Linked DNA regions of Mus musculus: all the other regions are linked to region 3. Evidence: chromatin contacts called from public HiChIP or PLAC-seq and Micro-C data. All regions are on one chromosome and are shown on one strand. The core of a region is the stretch at or near the end of the contact, and the rest is flanking DNA. Distances in the headings are between cores, read along the strand shown. Region 1 holds the start of Gata4 (GATA binding protein 4). Region 2 holds the start of Ctsb (cathepsin B). Region 3 holds the start of Sox7 (SRY (sex determining region Y)-box 7). Region 4 has its middle 19 kb from the start of Gata4.

What was found. Hi-C and Micro-C count contacts between places; a contact is called where the count stands out from the background. HiChIP or PLAC-seq counts read pairs in DNA pulled down with a chosen protein or histone mark.
Region 1: a Micro-C map of embryonic stem cells shows a contact between it and region 3, with 6 times the contacts expected there. The contact joins the promoter of Gata4 here to the promoter of Sox7 in region 3. A contact is called at or near these places in 2 of 39 promoter capture datasets (cranial neural crest and embryonic stem cells), 14 of 484 Hi-C or Micro-C datasets (embryonic stem cells, germline stem cells, liver and 1 more) and 4 of 115 datasets of contacts at active chromatin or transcription factors (embryonic stem cells and extraembryonic endoderm stem cells).
Region 2: a contact with region 3 is called in a Micro-C map of embryonic stem cells, with 5 times the contacts expected there. The contact joins the promoter of Ctsb here to the promoter of Sox7 in region 3. A contact is called at or near these places in 1 of 484 Hi-C or Micro-C datasets (embryonic stem cells) and 1 of 115 datasets of contacts at active chromatin or transcription factors (extraembryonic endoderm stem cells).
Region 4: an H3K27ac HiChIP or PLAC-seq map of extraembryonic endoderm stem cells shows a contact between it and region 3, with 3 times the contacts expected there. The contact joins the enhancer-like site here to the promoter of Sox7 in region 3. A contact is called at or near these places in 10 of 39 promoter capture datasets (cranial neural crest, embryonic stem cells, frontonasal cranial neural crest and 4 more), 6 of 484 Hi-C or Micro-C datasets (cranial neural crest and embryonic stem cells) and 2 of 115 datasets of contacts at active chromatin or transcription factors (embryonic stem cells and extraembryonic endoderm stem cells).

Annotation. Positions count from the first base shown.
Region 1 is chr14:63,243,807-63,247,144 of GRCm38.p6, reverse strand. Gata4 (GATA binding protein 4) reads left to right here and starts at 1,874. Exons shown (of 7, transcript NM_008092.4): 1 at 1,874-1,994.
Region 2 is chr14:63,120,737-63,124,115 of GRCm38.p6, reverse strand. Ctsb (cathepsin B) reads right to left here and starts at 1,654. Exons shown (of 10, transcript NM_007798.3): 1 at 1,551-1,654.
Region 3 is chr14:63,942,420-63,945,688 of GRCm38.p6, reverse strand. Sox7 (SRY (sex determining region Y)-box 7) reads right to left here and starts at 1,983. Exons shown (of 2, transcript NM_011446.1): 1 at 1,696-1,983. The coding sequence starts at 1,933.
Region 4 is chr14:63,262,933-63,266,275 of GRCm38.p6, reverse strand. It overlaps a transcript of Gata4 not described here. Among named protein-coding and RNA genes, the nearest start is that of Gata4, 19 kb to the right of the region's middle. Within about 2 kb of position 1,810, at least 18 of the 459 cell types and tissues checked have an H3K27ac peak or open chromatin away from gene starts, as enhancers often do. A contact at or near this core is called in extraembryonic endoderm stem cells, where this site is marked.

The DNA of each region.
Region 1 (3,338 bases), core at 625-3,124, 700 kb after region 3:
TCAGAGAAAGAGAGAGGGGGGGGGGAGGGGGAGGAGGAAGGGAGGGAGAGAGAGGGAGAGGGAGGGATAGAGGGAGAGAAAGGGGGAGAGGAGAGAGAGAGACAGAGAGACAGACACGCCTCGTTGGCTTGGGCTGTGGGCCTTTGGCTTCGTTTCTCTTCTGCTCACCAGGTAGTTGAGGGTTTCTTGTAAAATAAAGCAAGGGCCACGCCATTCTCTGCATTCATCCGAGAGTCTCAGAGGAGATGTTGTGGGAGGGTTCCTTGATGCTCAGCGATGGCCTCTGAAATCCTCAGAATACCATCCCTAAAACTTTACCAGATCTCGAACCTGCAGGCCCTGATTCTGACTGGCATTGTTTAGGATTGGGGGGGGGGGCTGGAGAAGGGACCCTAATCATGGGGCCCCAGCTTCCGGGGCGCCCAAGGGCTCAAACTGGCGGCACCCGGGGCTACTTCGGTAAATCAAGCCAGAGTGCGGGCAGCTCAGCACCCCTGACGGGCCTCAGTTTTCTCTCCTCTAGAGCCGCTCTGGACCTCGGGCCCCTTCGGTTTGGAAAAGAGAATTCCCCCGGCGCAGCCGTGCTCAGTCCTTCCTCTGGGATTTTCCTGAGATCCCCACGGGTTGGCCAAAGTCCCACGGGTTTTCCCTTTCAATTGGCTCGGCGTCCCAGCCTGTTCCTAGCGCCTGGGTTGCTTTTGCACTGGCGGGGCAATAGCAATAGCAATCTGCAGTCAGTCCTCGAACTGCGGGAGCCGGTGCCATCCCGAGCCTTCTCGGGCTGCACAGGGTTCTTACCAGGTGGTATTCCAGCCCTCTCCTGACCCCTCTAATCTTGTATTGGAAACCGGTGCCGGGGAGAGAAATGAGGGCTTAAAAGAAGAAAAAAAAAAGTTTAGCCCAAAGCGCGAGAGCCACCAGAGAGCTGTTATCTGCAGCTGAAGGCTGTGGTAATCGATGGGTTATTTTTACGCGGTAATAGGGCCCTGTGATTGCTCTATTAACCTTTAGACCTGTCTGAGGGACTCTCCCCTCACAGCTCCACTGCGCCAGGGCCTACAGGCACTGACGCCGACTCCAAACTAAGGTCTGGCACCCTCCCTACCCCCACCCTAGGGAAGGAACTACAGTCCTTGAATGGGCTCTAAGGTTAGAGACCAGGCTCCCCACCCCCACTTCATCCTTTTGATTGGACCCCAGTCGGTGAGGGCTACAGGGAGTGATGAGAAGGGACGGGAGACCGCAGGAGTGGGAAGAAGTGTCGGCGGCGAGGGGTGCGCGTTTTGTATAAATACATAAACTCCTGGGCTGGTGGAGGTTCTCGGCGCCTTGCAGTCTCCACCGGCTCGTGGGAAGGAGAAAAGAGCGCTTGCGTCTCTAGGCACTGACCTTAAGGGCCAGTTCAGGTTTTAGTGCCTCCTGACCCTCTCCCGAGCTCACTTCAAGGGCCCCGTAGATCTGAGGCTAGCAAGGCATCCCGGGTGACCCAGTGCCCCACCGGCGACCATGAGCCCAGTGTGCGAGGTCACCTTCTCCTCTACCAGCCCCGCCCCTTGAACAGGGCGCTGGACGTGGACCACTGAGAGTAGGGAGGAAAGAGAAGGAGAATAAACACGATCCTTGGCAGAGCAGCAAACCGCAAGGACGTCGGGCTGCACTGAGGGCAGAACGGAGCGCCCGGCACTGAGTGCTTTCCTTCCCCGAGAGTTCCGCGCGCATGGACTTTGCCTGTTGGGGGAGCTTTGGGAAGAGTCCTGCGGGCGGGCGCCGGGCGGAGGTGCTGCCGGGTCCGGGCTCCCCCGCCCCCGCCCTTGCACGTGACTCCCTTAGGCCAGTCAGCGCAGGCGATCGCTACGCGGGGGCCCGGGGAACCGCGCCGGGAGCAGGGGACAAGCCGGAGGCCCGCAGAGTGGCCGCCCGAGGCTCAGCCGCAGTTGCAGCTCCGCGGACTCACGGAGATCGCGCCGGTTTTCTGGGAAACTGGAGCTGGCCAGGTAGGGTTCCCCGAGTCCCTGCTCTTTTCCGGGGCAGGAGAAACTCACAAGTCCGCCGCCCTAGTTTGCCTGGAATAGGGAGGTAGGTAGCTGGGAAAGGAGACGCCGGTCACTCCAGTGCCCCCAGATTGGCTAAAAACTGCTCCGCTTTTGACTTTGGCCTAGCGAGGACTATTAAATCAAGTGAGACTGATTAGCAGCAAAAACTGATGGGTGCTGGAGAGGTGCGTTTGGATTGTTTGGGAGGGAACATGAATCCTTTTAATCCGTCCTGTTTGCAGATTCTCCAACTCTGCCTTCCATCCCACTGGCCAGGGCCCGTGTAATCTCTCTGACCGACTGACCCTGGACAGGCCGCATAGCCCACACTTTGGGGTGCAGATAGGATAGTGTCTCCAGCCTGCCACGCAGGGAGTGCAGAGTGGCAGTGGCAGGCAGCCCTGGGACCTGGGGGAGGGCTGGAGGCCCTTGGAGATAGGCTCGGAAACTTGCGGATCTCTTCTGCTTTCTGTCCAACCTCCTCAAACTCCTCTAGGGCTCAGGAATTGTGTGTGTTATGCACTGCTGAATACTACCCACATACACCGCTTTCGGGGAGAAAGCGACCCAGGGCCAAAACCCCGGCGGAAATCAGGGATAGTCTTGGGTAGTCGGCTCAAGCTCCCCTGATTCACGTATTCTATCGCTTGGATGTGACCCGGGAGAGTTGGCAGTTGTTACTCTTGGGGAAGAGATGTCTGGGTGATGAACTTTCACCAGGTGGAAGGAAAGAGGGGCTTTTCGGTTGAAAGGAAGAGGATAGTGAGGGACCCGAGGCAGTAAAGGATCCGGGGAAATAAGGCCGCGCTGCTGGGAAGCACCTCGGGAATTTATTTCCTGTACCTTTGGAAAAGGAAGGCAGCCAGGAAGGACGCTTCGGACATTAGAAGAAAGAAAGGTTACCTGGGGAGATTACGGAGGGTTAGTGTATAAGTTGGTTAGTGACCATTCTCAGTGTGGCGGGGACCGGAGAGACCCGCGGGAGCCTAAAGGAAAGACCTGTAAAAAGACACATTCCAGCGCGGTGTATTTTCTGACTCTCAAAAACAGGTTCCAGAAAAGCTGTGGACTAAATCCTGAAAAGAGAAATAATTTTCTTTCTGTTGGGGAACTTGGGATGAACGTTGTAGGGTGATTTGAAAGAGAGAGAAAAGTCTAGGCCAGGCCGGACTAGACTTAAGTGAAAAGATGGAGGTTACTGGGCCCCAGATCATAGATAGGCAAGAATCCACCCAGGAGAATGGTTTCTGGCCTTTCCAGAAAAGAGGGATATCTTCTCCACCTTCTATTGTTCTAGAAATTCAA
Region 2 (3,379 bases), core at 405-2,904, 820 kb after region 3:
AGTGGCCAACCGGAGACTCCTATATCTAAAGGTTTCTACCCATACCATAAAAGGGCCGTAGCCTAGAATGCTGAGCCAGCACCTCCAGGGAACAGTTTCAACCTGGAGCCAAGAGCGCCAACCCTCCACTGCCTGACTAGTCTGAAAACATTTAGGCCAACGTCAAGGGGAATGCTGGAAATCTCTGCTGGCACCTGGGCTGGTGAAGCACAGGCGTGGGCCCGGCTCGCCCCACCCCACTAGCAGTCCCGTAGGCCTGGGTCACGTGGCTTTAAAGGAGCAGAGGTCATTTTCCTCCACCTTCTTTTAAGCATGAGTTTTTTTTTTTTTTAAGGAAGGAAGGAGGGATTAAGAAATGAAACCGTTTCCCTCTGTAGTCCCACTGTTGTGGAATCCATTACATAGCCCAGGCTGGTTTCCAATGCACAGCGATTCTCCTGCCTCAGCCTTCCAAGTGCCGTGATTGCCTTGCTCTGGTATGGCTCTGGGGACTCTGGAGTTTTAGGTCACCATGGCCAGAGCCTATGGGAAACAACTGTCCCCTGAACGGCTTCGAACAAAGATGACACCTTCACCAACATTTTGCAAATGCTACTCTGAATCCGGGGACTGCAGACCATACCTCCACAGCAGTCCCTCACAGGAAGCACCTGGAGATCAGTCTTCCCGAGACACTAAAAGGAGTTAAACTTCCCTTTCAATCCCACAATTTATCTCCCTTCCCAAACACGTGAGGGGATCTGGTTAGGTGGAGGTAAGGTGCGGATGGGTTTTAGTCCTTTACTCTTGGGCCCTAGGGGACCAAGTCCAATTTACCTATCTCTTGGTCCGCACGCCCAGCACTCTGGGAGAGGATGCTATCTCTCCCGGCTAGCAGGGCCCTGACTGAAGGAGGCTGTCCTGCAAGTACCTTTCCTCCATCACATTGGCCATTCCCCTCCAGAGAAAGGTTCTGGGAGAGCCCCTATCCTTTAGCTCTGCTTCTCTTCCTGTTTCTCGGTTTAACTCTTCGTGCAGGTTCCACCCCAGCCACCCACTACCAGGTTCCCATTCTCAATAGAACAGGTCTTTTAGGGTGCCAGGCACTGCGTGGGTTTGTGTGTGGAAAAGTTCCCGGGGCAGATTCTTTAGAATAAGCCACAAACCTGCACTAGATGCAGGTCGATACTCGCCCTGAGCACCCCTGAGACTTGCAATCTGCGAGCTGGAAGGGCCAGAGCTGAACCCTTCCCTTTAAGCTCCTCCCTCGGAGCTCCCCGAAGTCCCCACCTCCGCCCTTGAAGTGCGCCAAGGCCACTGGAAAGAAGCCGATCACCGCGGGGTCACCAGGCTCGGCCCTAAAGCGTGAAAGCTGGAGCTCTGCCGGTCTAGCCTGCGGGAGCCTAAGACCGCGATCCGCCAGGGCGAGCAGCATCTAGGGCCGCGGAGGAACCGCGCCTGCGCCCTGGGCAAGTGAAGGGCCTGTCTCCACCACCGCTGCTCAGCCCGCTCCCCCGACCCCAGCCAAAGTGACTTCCGCCATGGAGCCACTGTGCCCCGGGCAAACTCACCGAGCGCAGCGCGACAGCCTGGGCCTGCAGCCACCAAGCCAAACGGAGCCGCTCCTGGCCTCTCCCGTGCACTCCTAAGTACCCGCGCAGCTCCGCCCTCCGCTGGGGGCTGATTCGTCACGTGATGCTTGACCGCGCCCCCGCCCCTGCCGGCCCCTCCCCCTTCATCCCGGGACTCTGCAAGCTGTGTTAAACCCAAAAGAAACTGGTGGTTTGTCTGCTCTCTTTCCATTTCGCACAGAGATGCTCTCCAGGGACCTCTGCAGGTACCCTGCACTGGGAAGATACAACATCTTCGTGACATGCATTCCTCGGGAAGGCCCCGCTGGCTCGGGGACCTGGAAATGTCTGGAGGAGCCTCCTGGCCTTATATTCTGAAGCTCAGACTATAATGGCGTAGAAATACTCAAACCAAGGGAAGCAACCAAAAACTAGAACTGGGCTGGGATTGTAGCCCAGAAGTAGAGCTCTTACTTACCAAGCCCAAGGCCCTGGGTTCGATCCCTAGTTTAAAAAGAAAGAGAGAAACCAAAACCCCATGAATTTTGTCCAAGGCATGTTATGAAATTCAGAACTCCTGCCAGGCCATATGAACCTCCCCCCATCTTGTGTGGTAAGCTAGCCAGTGAGAAGCTGGCTGACCTAGTTGATCTGACAGGTCATAGCATACCCCCACCCCCACCCCAGGGTCGAGCACCCTCAGATCTCTCCAATCCTTAGGTCTATCCTGTAATATAGGAATGGCCTCATGTCAGCATGGTATCTTGTAGCCAGGCTTGTGACGATAAGAAAGGTTTGGATCTAGTGGATTCCAAGGTTCTATTGGTAGGCTCCCAGTTAAGGACAGGAGTGGAAGTGTAGTTACTGAACCCCAGTTAAGTGGAATACAGGAAGAACTCAGAAAACTTGCGGAAAGGCAGGTCCATGGCCATCTGTCCAAGGCCAGCTGTCCCAGCTGCTGACAACAGGTAGAAACTGGCTGCTTATTTTAGGGTAAAAAGTCCAAACAAAAATGAGCAGCCTTTCTTGGCTAAAAGCCCAAAATGTCCTCTGACATGCCCAGAGCCTGGCCCTTGGCAGGAGCTAGAGATGTTTAAGTGTCTAAGCCAAAAGTGTCTCTGGCTGCCAGGAAGGGGGTCTTCAAGTCTTTTCCACAAAGGAGTGACCTTTCCTGGAAGCCATACTGAGGCTGTGACCCAAACTGAAATGACTTCAACACCTGGAATGAAAACTGGACTGACCAGCTAGCTCAACCTTCTTCCTGCCTCCATCCCACTAAAGGCTACAGTCCTATTAACCCCCAGGCTTTGGGGGGCTCCAGGATGGGATCCGACTCCCTCCAGGGACCCCACGGGCTGCTCAAGACCTTTGCCTTCTTTCTCTCCCTTCAGCTCCCTACAGTCCTTCCCACCTTCCTAAAACTCACCTTCTGTGGTCCATGAATTTCCTTCCTCAAAACTGAGAGACAAGAACCCAGAAGTACCTGGCTTGGGCTGACTTCAGTGGTGCTGAAAAAGGCTTCATTTTAAAATGTTAGAATATTCCCATATCACTGCCTGCTCACCCCAGCCTGTCCAGACAGCTGCAGAGTCCAGCCTGCACATCAGTGTTTCATAGATCATCTTCCCCCTGGACACATAGACCGTAGTAAATCCTTCCTTTATAGCGCCTCAGATGAGCTGAGGGCTACACATGCATTATCACAGTGTGTTAATAAAGGAGAGGCTTCTGAAGCGAAACAATGATAAGCAGTCACATGTGAGATAAACCCGTAGTCCTAACACTTGGGAAATTTGGGGGCTATAGGGTCAATCTGAGCTACACAGCAC
Region 3 (3,269 bases), core at 734-3,233:
CTCCCACATCTCTGTCCCTGTCCTCACCCCCCAAATAAGGCAGCCTGGATTCCTTTCCAGGTTCCCCACCCTTTTATCTCCACCAGGGCCTTCCTCAGAAACCTGGTAAAAAATAAAAAACATTCTCTCCCCAACTGGGACTGAACCACAGAGAGATTCATAAAATTCATTAAAAAAGAAAACAATATAAGCTTTCAGATAAAAAAAATGGTTGTAGATATTAGTCTATTTCTTGTTATGCTAATAGAATGGGGAATGTACAGGCTTATTATTTTGTTCGGAGGAAGGAGGCCCAACGGCAATGATCACCAATACACACTGGGTGGAGTTGGCCAAAGATTTGGATAAGAGGTGTTTGGAACCCCACAACTCTCACCAAGTGCTTTTTGGAGCCTCCAGACAGCCAGAGAGCTGGGCCATCTCTCTAGGCTCAGGCCTATTACCAGCAGAAAGCCAGCCCTCGATCTGTGACTCTGAAAGAGGAAAGAGCCCAGGCTCCTACGGAAAAGGGAAGGGCTTCCATCCCAGCGGGGTGGGGTCCAGTGGCCTGTATGCCTCTCCTGGCAGGCCTTGGTGCCCTCTGCAAACAAAATATTTTGAAGGGATCTTACTGGTTAAAATAAATAAGAACCACGTTGAAGGGTAAAGAGATTTGAAGTAAGGTAAGGTTGAAAGTTTTTTGGCTTTGAGACTAATTCAGTGGGTTAAGGCATTTTTTGCCACGAAGCCTGAAGATGTGAATGTCTAATTCCTAGAACCCACATGATGGCAAGAAAGAACTTACTCCCCACCTCCCAGATGTCTTCTGACTGCCCCCCACACACTCATGGTGGCACGAGTGTGCACGCATACACTCACTAACACAAACACATTTAATTAATACGTGTGTGTATAAGTGTGTGTGTGTGTGTGTGTGTGTGTGTGTGTGTGTGTGTGTGTAATGCATATATTAACCCACCCACCCCTGCTCTGAGTACTGGAGAGAATAGAAAATCCAACAAGAACGGGTTCCTTGGAACCGTTTTAGCATTTTCATCCCCAATTCTCTGGCCTGTCTGGTTCCAGTCAGGATTATCTGCGGACAGCACCATAGCTATAAGCAAGAAGCGATGGGATTCAAAGACCCTCTCTGGCTGCTCAAAATTTCTTTTCAAGTTATTTACACTTCTTCGATAAATAGATGAGCGAACCCAGCCTATTCGGGTGGACATCTTTTGTTGCTGATTTTCTTTTTCTTTCTGTTAAATAGTTAAAAATAGAGACGTTTCTCAGTGAGGCCTCAACTGACGTACGTTCGTTATCTTTTTCTCTGTGACAATATCTCTTTCTGATTTTCCCAGTCTACAACGTGAGGAGTGGAGTCTCCTCAGTCTTCCAGCAAACGCCGGTTCCGCCGATTCCACCCAGACTAAACGTATCTGCCCCTCTGAGTCCTTAAGCCCTAGTTCCAGTCCCCGGGACAGGCCGCGGGTCGCTCCTGCTCCTGAGACCGGAGTCTCAGCTCCGCGACCCAGAGTAGGGACCAGTCCGGAGCCCCGTGCTGTTCCTAAAGTTTCACTGGTTTCACCGGTTTCACCGTGGCCCGCTCAGGCCCTGGTGGTGTCTGTGTTCAAATCCCACCCCCACTCCCCACCTTTCCGAACAGCGTTGTCACCCGCGCCATCCTCGCAACAGCTTCGTGCCCCGCGCACTTACCCAGCATCTTGCTGAGCTCCGCGTTGTGCAGGTCCGGGTTCTGCACTGCCAGACGTTTCCTCTCATCCTTGGCCCACACCATGAAGGCATTCATGGGCCGCCGGATCCGGCTTTCCGAACTCTTGTCCCCTGAAGGTCGGGGGACGGCGGGCGGCGACAGCCCATCCGACAGCTCGGCTTCCAGGGCGGGACACTCCAGTCCCTCGGTCCACGGATAGGCGCCCAGCAGCGAGGCCATGGCCGAACGCGGGTCACTTGGCTTCGCCTCGTGGGGCCGGCGCTGACCTGGCCCTCGCTCAGGTCGCGACGTCCAACTTGGCCAGCAGCCTCGGGCTTGGCCCTTATTTATCAGCTTCGGGCCACCGGGTCCGCCAATGACTCTCTGGGGCGGCGCGGCCCCTCCCGGCTGCCCCGCCGCGGCGTCCCCGCTGCGACCTGCCGGCAGGGGGAGGGAGGGGCCGAGCCTGCCCCGGTGCCCGCCCCTGTCCGCCCCTCCGCCTCCCGAGCCTGCCCCGATCCCGCTCCGGTGCAGGTGCTGCAGGGCCAGGAGGAGCGCGCCCACGGCTCGAAGTCACCACTGCTTGGCGCAGGAGTCAGGTCCAGCCCCTGTTCCGTTGTTGGGCTGCCCTCCGCGCTGGGACCAGACTCCACCAAAACTCCCGCAAAGGAAAACCGAACTCAAACAGCTTACACCAGGATACTCGAGGAGGAGAGACACTATCAATATCCCTAGATCGGCCAAGTATGCTGTTGTGAACAGATCACACCCATGGCTTGGGTCATCTCGCCCCAGTAAACGTGGGCAGCCACCAAGGGTCTTAGGTGGATGTGGGATCCACCGGACTAGGGACTCGGCGCACTGACTTCCCTAAACTGGCACTGTGGATCTCTAGAGGGGTCGGGTTTTCTGCTATCCGATTTTCCTCTTCTTGTCTTTGCCCCCATCCCACTCTGCCTGCCGCTGACCCCGGCAGTCTGAGTCTGCATCTTCCTTGCTAGTAGCCCTTTTGCGGAATCCATTTCTGGTGCTTCTTCCGACTCTAGAGGAGCCGCTTTTCCGCTCCTATGTGTCCCAACTACTTCCTTACAGTGGAGCCTTCTCGGTTTCCCCGTATCCTGAATGAGCTGTGGACCGGGAACTTGAGACCCTAACGCACGCCGCGGCTGCTTTGGCGGTTACATCAGCGCCTACACACAGTAGGCATTCAAGAACTGCCGAATGAGTGAATGAACGAATGAGTGAAATAACGAGCCAACATGCTTTAGACACACCCCACTGTAGAAACACCGCAGGGGCGGGGGGCCTAGTTCCTGGAATTAGACCCACAAACATTTATGGCGCGCCACCCCATGTGGAGGCTCCACAGAGGCGACCTTCGAAAGAGGCAGAGTCTGAGCGGAAGACAGTGGTGTTGGGTGTGAGACTCTGTCTTGAGTTACTGAATGCGTGACAGCAAGTCCGGTATCTCCCAAGACCTTTCCTAATCCTAAAACCCGGCGATAAGGCTGATCTCACAGGCGGTGATGAGGTAAATACAGTGAGCTCTGGCTGTGTAATCTTTGATGGAGATGCC
Region 4 (3,343 bases), core at 561-3,060, 680 kb after region 3:
GAAACATTAGCCTCTAAGCTGAGAAACGGAAAACATTTTCTCTTAAGAATCAATCAAACAACAACAAAAAATCATTAACTCTTAAGAGAAATCTATAACAAATTTTTATATAACCAAGATCATTAGCCAAGCTCGGCGCCTCCCTCCTTTAATCCCAGCCCTGAGGAGGCTGAGGCCACAGGGGCACCAGGATTTGAGGCCAGCCAGTCTGGGTTACAGATTAAAGACCACCCCAACTCCAAAACAAACAAAAACCAGAAAGAAAGGAAGGTAGAAAGGCTGCTGGCGGGTTGAAATTTGACGTAGGGAAATCAGAAGGGGAGCCAAGCATGAACTCAGAACACTGTACTCTGCTCTCTCATGATCTGAAACAGCAAAACGGAAGGAAGTTGAACCCGACTCTGGAATTCTTAAACACTGTTCAGGCAAAACATGAAGGGTTATTGGAGGGGGCGATGTCTCAAAGTGTTTCTAGACCCTTAACATTGACAAGCAGAATTGAAGAGTTCTTGTATTTAGACTTACTCCTGAAGTCCCACAGACAGCACCAACCCACCAGACCAGGAACTACTGGGGGCCGGGTGGGGAGTGGGAGAGACTTGGGGTTTAGGGGCTGTTCTGGGAGCCCAAGTGAATGGGCCTTGGTGTTCTGCACTCTCTTAGCAATCTCTTTGGGTTTTTTTGTTTGTTTGTTTGTTTGTTTGTTTTTGTTTTTTTTTTTTTGGTTTTTTTTTTTTTTTTTGTGCCTTCCTGGTTCCCTTGTGTTCGACCACCACCACTCCCGTCACCACTACTGCAGGGGGTTTACCTCTACTGTTGATAAAGGAAGGGCTGCTATCTAATCTGGTCCGCACCAAGAACAATCCATTAGCCCTCAGTATTTAGCATTTATCCGGGGTGGGGGAGGAGGAAAAGATTATGCTGCCTCATCCTACTGCAGCCTGAGTTGTGCCTCTGAGGAGAGAGGAACGAATGAAACTCAAAAACTCACCAGGAAATCTGTGTCCCCTCGGGCTGATAAATTATATTTTCACCCGTTGCTATACCCCTTTGAGTTGGAGGGGTGGTTTTTCTTTTAAAGAGGTGTATATGCTCTTACTTTAGGTGTGAAAGATTCCATTTTTCACCCAATGTCCCTTAGGGCGGCAGAGATGGGAATCCGTCCAGTCATTCATTCTTTCGTTCATTCATTCATTCAGCAAACATTTGCAAAGCTTCACTCCACGCCAAGCCTTGTGCCTTGTACTGACAGGTTAAATTATTTGCCCAAGATGAGGGTTATGCTGACAACTGGGGCGGGACCCTAAATCAACTATTGTAGTCCTATGACTGACCGCTTCTCTTCCCCCAAGGCACACAAATCGGAGCCACGGGGAGTGGGAAGGGCTCCAGAGGTTATCAGGTCCAGCCTTCCATTCAATTCAAGAATCCCCTCCCCAGAATGCTAGTGAGCAGGCCGCTGACTCTGCCCTCCACCAGCTACGAGAGCAGCTTCCTGGGGTTCCCCTTCCAGAAAGTGGTGTAGCAGTCCAAGGTCCTCAGCTGCGCCATAATCTAGGCTTGCTCTTGCCTAAGTTCAGAGAGCCAACCCTCGTCTACTGCTGTGGTTCTGTGTGCCTGGCTCCTCCAAGAGCCAGAGGTTACTAATTCTCCCACGTAAGCATCCTTGCTTCTCCTCTCCAGTCCTGGAAGTGGGGATTCCAGAATTGATGGCACTTCCCCCCCTTGAAACCTGAAAGTGGGAAGGGCCTTGGCCAAGCTGCTTTTCCTTAGTTGCCCACAGGGGATGCATGTTGCCTGGTCAGAGAAAGCCCCAGGCAGTAGCCAAACAATGTCCAGAGGCTGGATTCTAGATCCAATATAGCTCAGTGACAGGCTAGGTGACCTCAGAGAGGTTATTTTTGTAGCATATTCTAGAAATAAGATGCATGCATGTGCTCAGTAGCTGAGCTTGCCACCTTTTGCAAAGATAAAATTGATCTCTAGAAGTAGTCTGAGATTACAAAAAAAAAAAAAAAAAAACCCAATGTATAGACAACAAAGAACATTCTGGAAGCTTTTCTACCACTTTACTGACTGGTTATCTTAGGCAAATTACCTTTAAAAAAAAAAAAAAGACTGTGTTTCAGTTTCCTGTGTTTTAAAGTCCTCCTAAACCGGTCTGCAGACAAGCCTCTGGGTCCCCAAAATAGTCAATAGTTAACACGGTGACATGGTAAAAAGCCTTCAGCTAGACATTAATAGCCTCGTTGATTTTTTTCTTTCTCTCTGTTTTTTTCCTCTCTAAACTTATGACTTACAAATTCTTCAGATATCAAATATGTTCAATAAGAAGCAGACAATATCCTAAGTCCACGAGCATTATCTTTAACTGTCTTATCCAAAATTGGGAATTGAGCCCTGTCAGAGGCAGACCAGGAGCTGTGGCTGTGGTCTTTTGGGTCAGTCTCCATGCAAATCCCTGTGACTCTTTGCTTCGCTGTTTCCACAGAAAGAAATGTACCCAAAGGAATTGCTGAGGCTCCTATAAGAAAATGCATCTATAACCAAATCTGAGGACTTGACAATTACACTTCAGAAGTGTGGTTAGTGTAACAAAAATTGGTAGCAACCTAGTAAACAGCTAGGATTTACTATTGTTATGCTTTCTTGACATATTTAATGAGATAGCAAAGTCTCAAAGTAGCCTTTTATTTTTTATGTTTTTAAGGTTTTTCTGATTGTTTGCTAGCCGTGATATTCCGAGCCTCCTTTGTGCTAACAATGTGCTTAGCACTGAGTCCAACTTTTAAATTAACAAGGATTGAGAGCCACTCTTTAGGAAATAAAACTCCCCTGAGAAGACAAAATAAAGCGGTTATGTTCTTCATGGTTCTTTTCATAGGTGTAGTTAAGCGTCCGGGTTTTTTTGTTGTTATCCATTCTGTCTTTTCAAATGAGCTATAAAGTGAATGTGTTTCTTTCAAATTAAAAACAAACAAGCAAACAATTTTTTGAAAGAAATGGGGAGGGCTGATCAGATCTTGAGTGGGTCTGCCTCCCCAAGATCTTTATGGCTGTTTTCAAGGTAAAGGCTGTATAGGCTCCTAACTCAATATGTATGGTCAGACTGTACAACAGCTGCGGGGATACTTCCTGCCTGGGGAGGTTGCTGCCTGAAGCCACGATTTCTATAGAGTGCCTCCCTTCCTCCTGTGGGGAGCTTCACCACCCTCCAGGCAGTCTAAAATCTCTACTGCAGCCTTGAATTTCTGAAACTGAAAGCTCTCTGTTCTGCAACGCTTCCTCCCCACTCACACTCCCTTCGCTGGCAGAAAGGTTTGGGATTTCTGAGCCAGGTGCT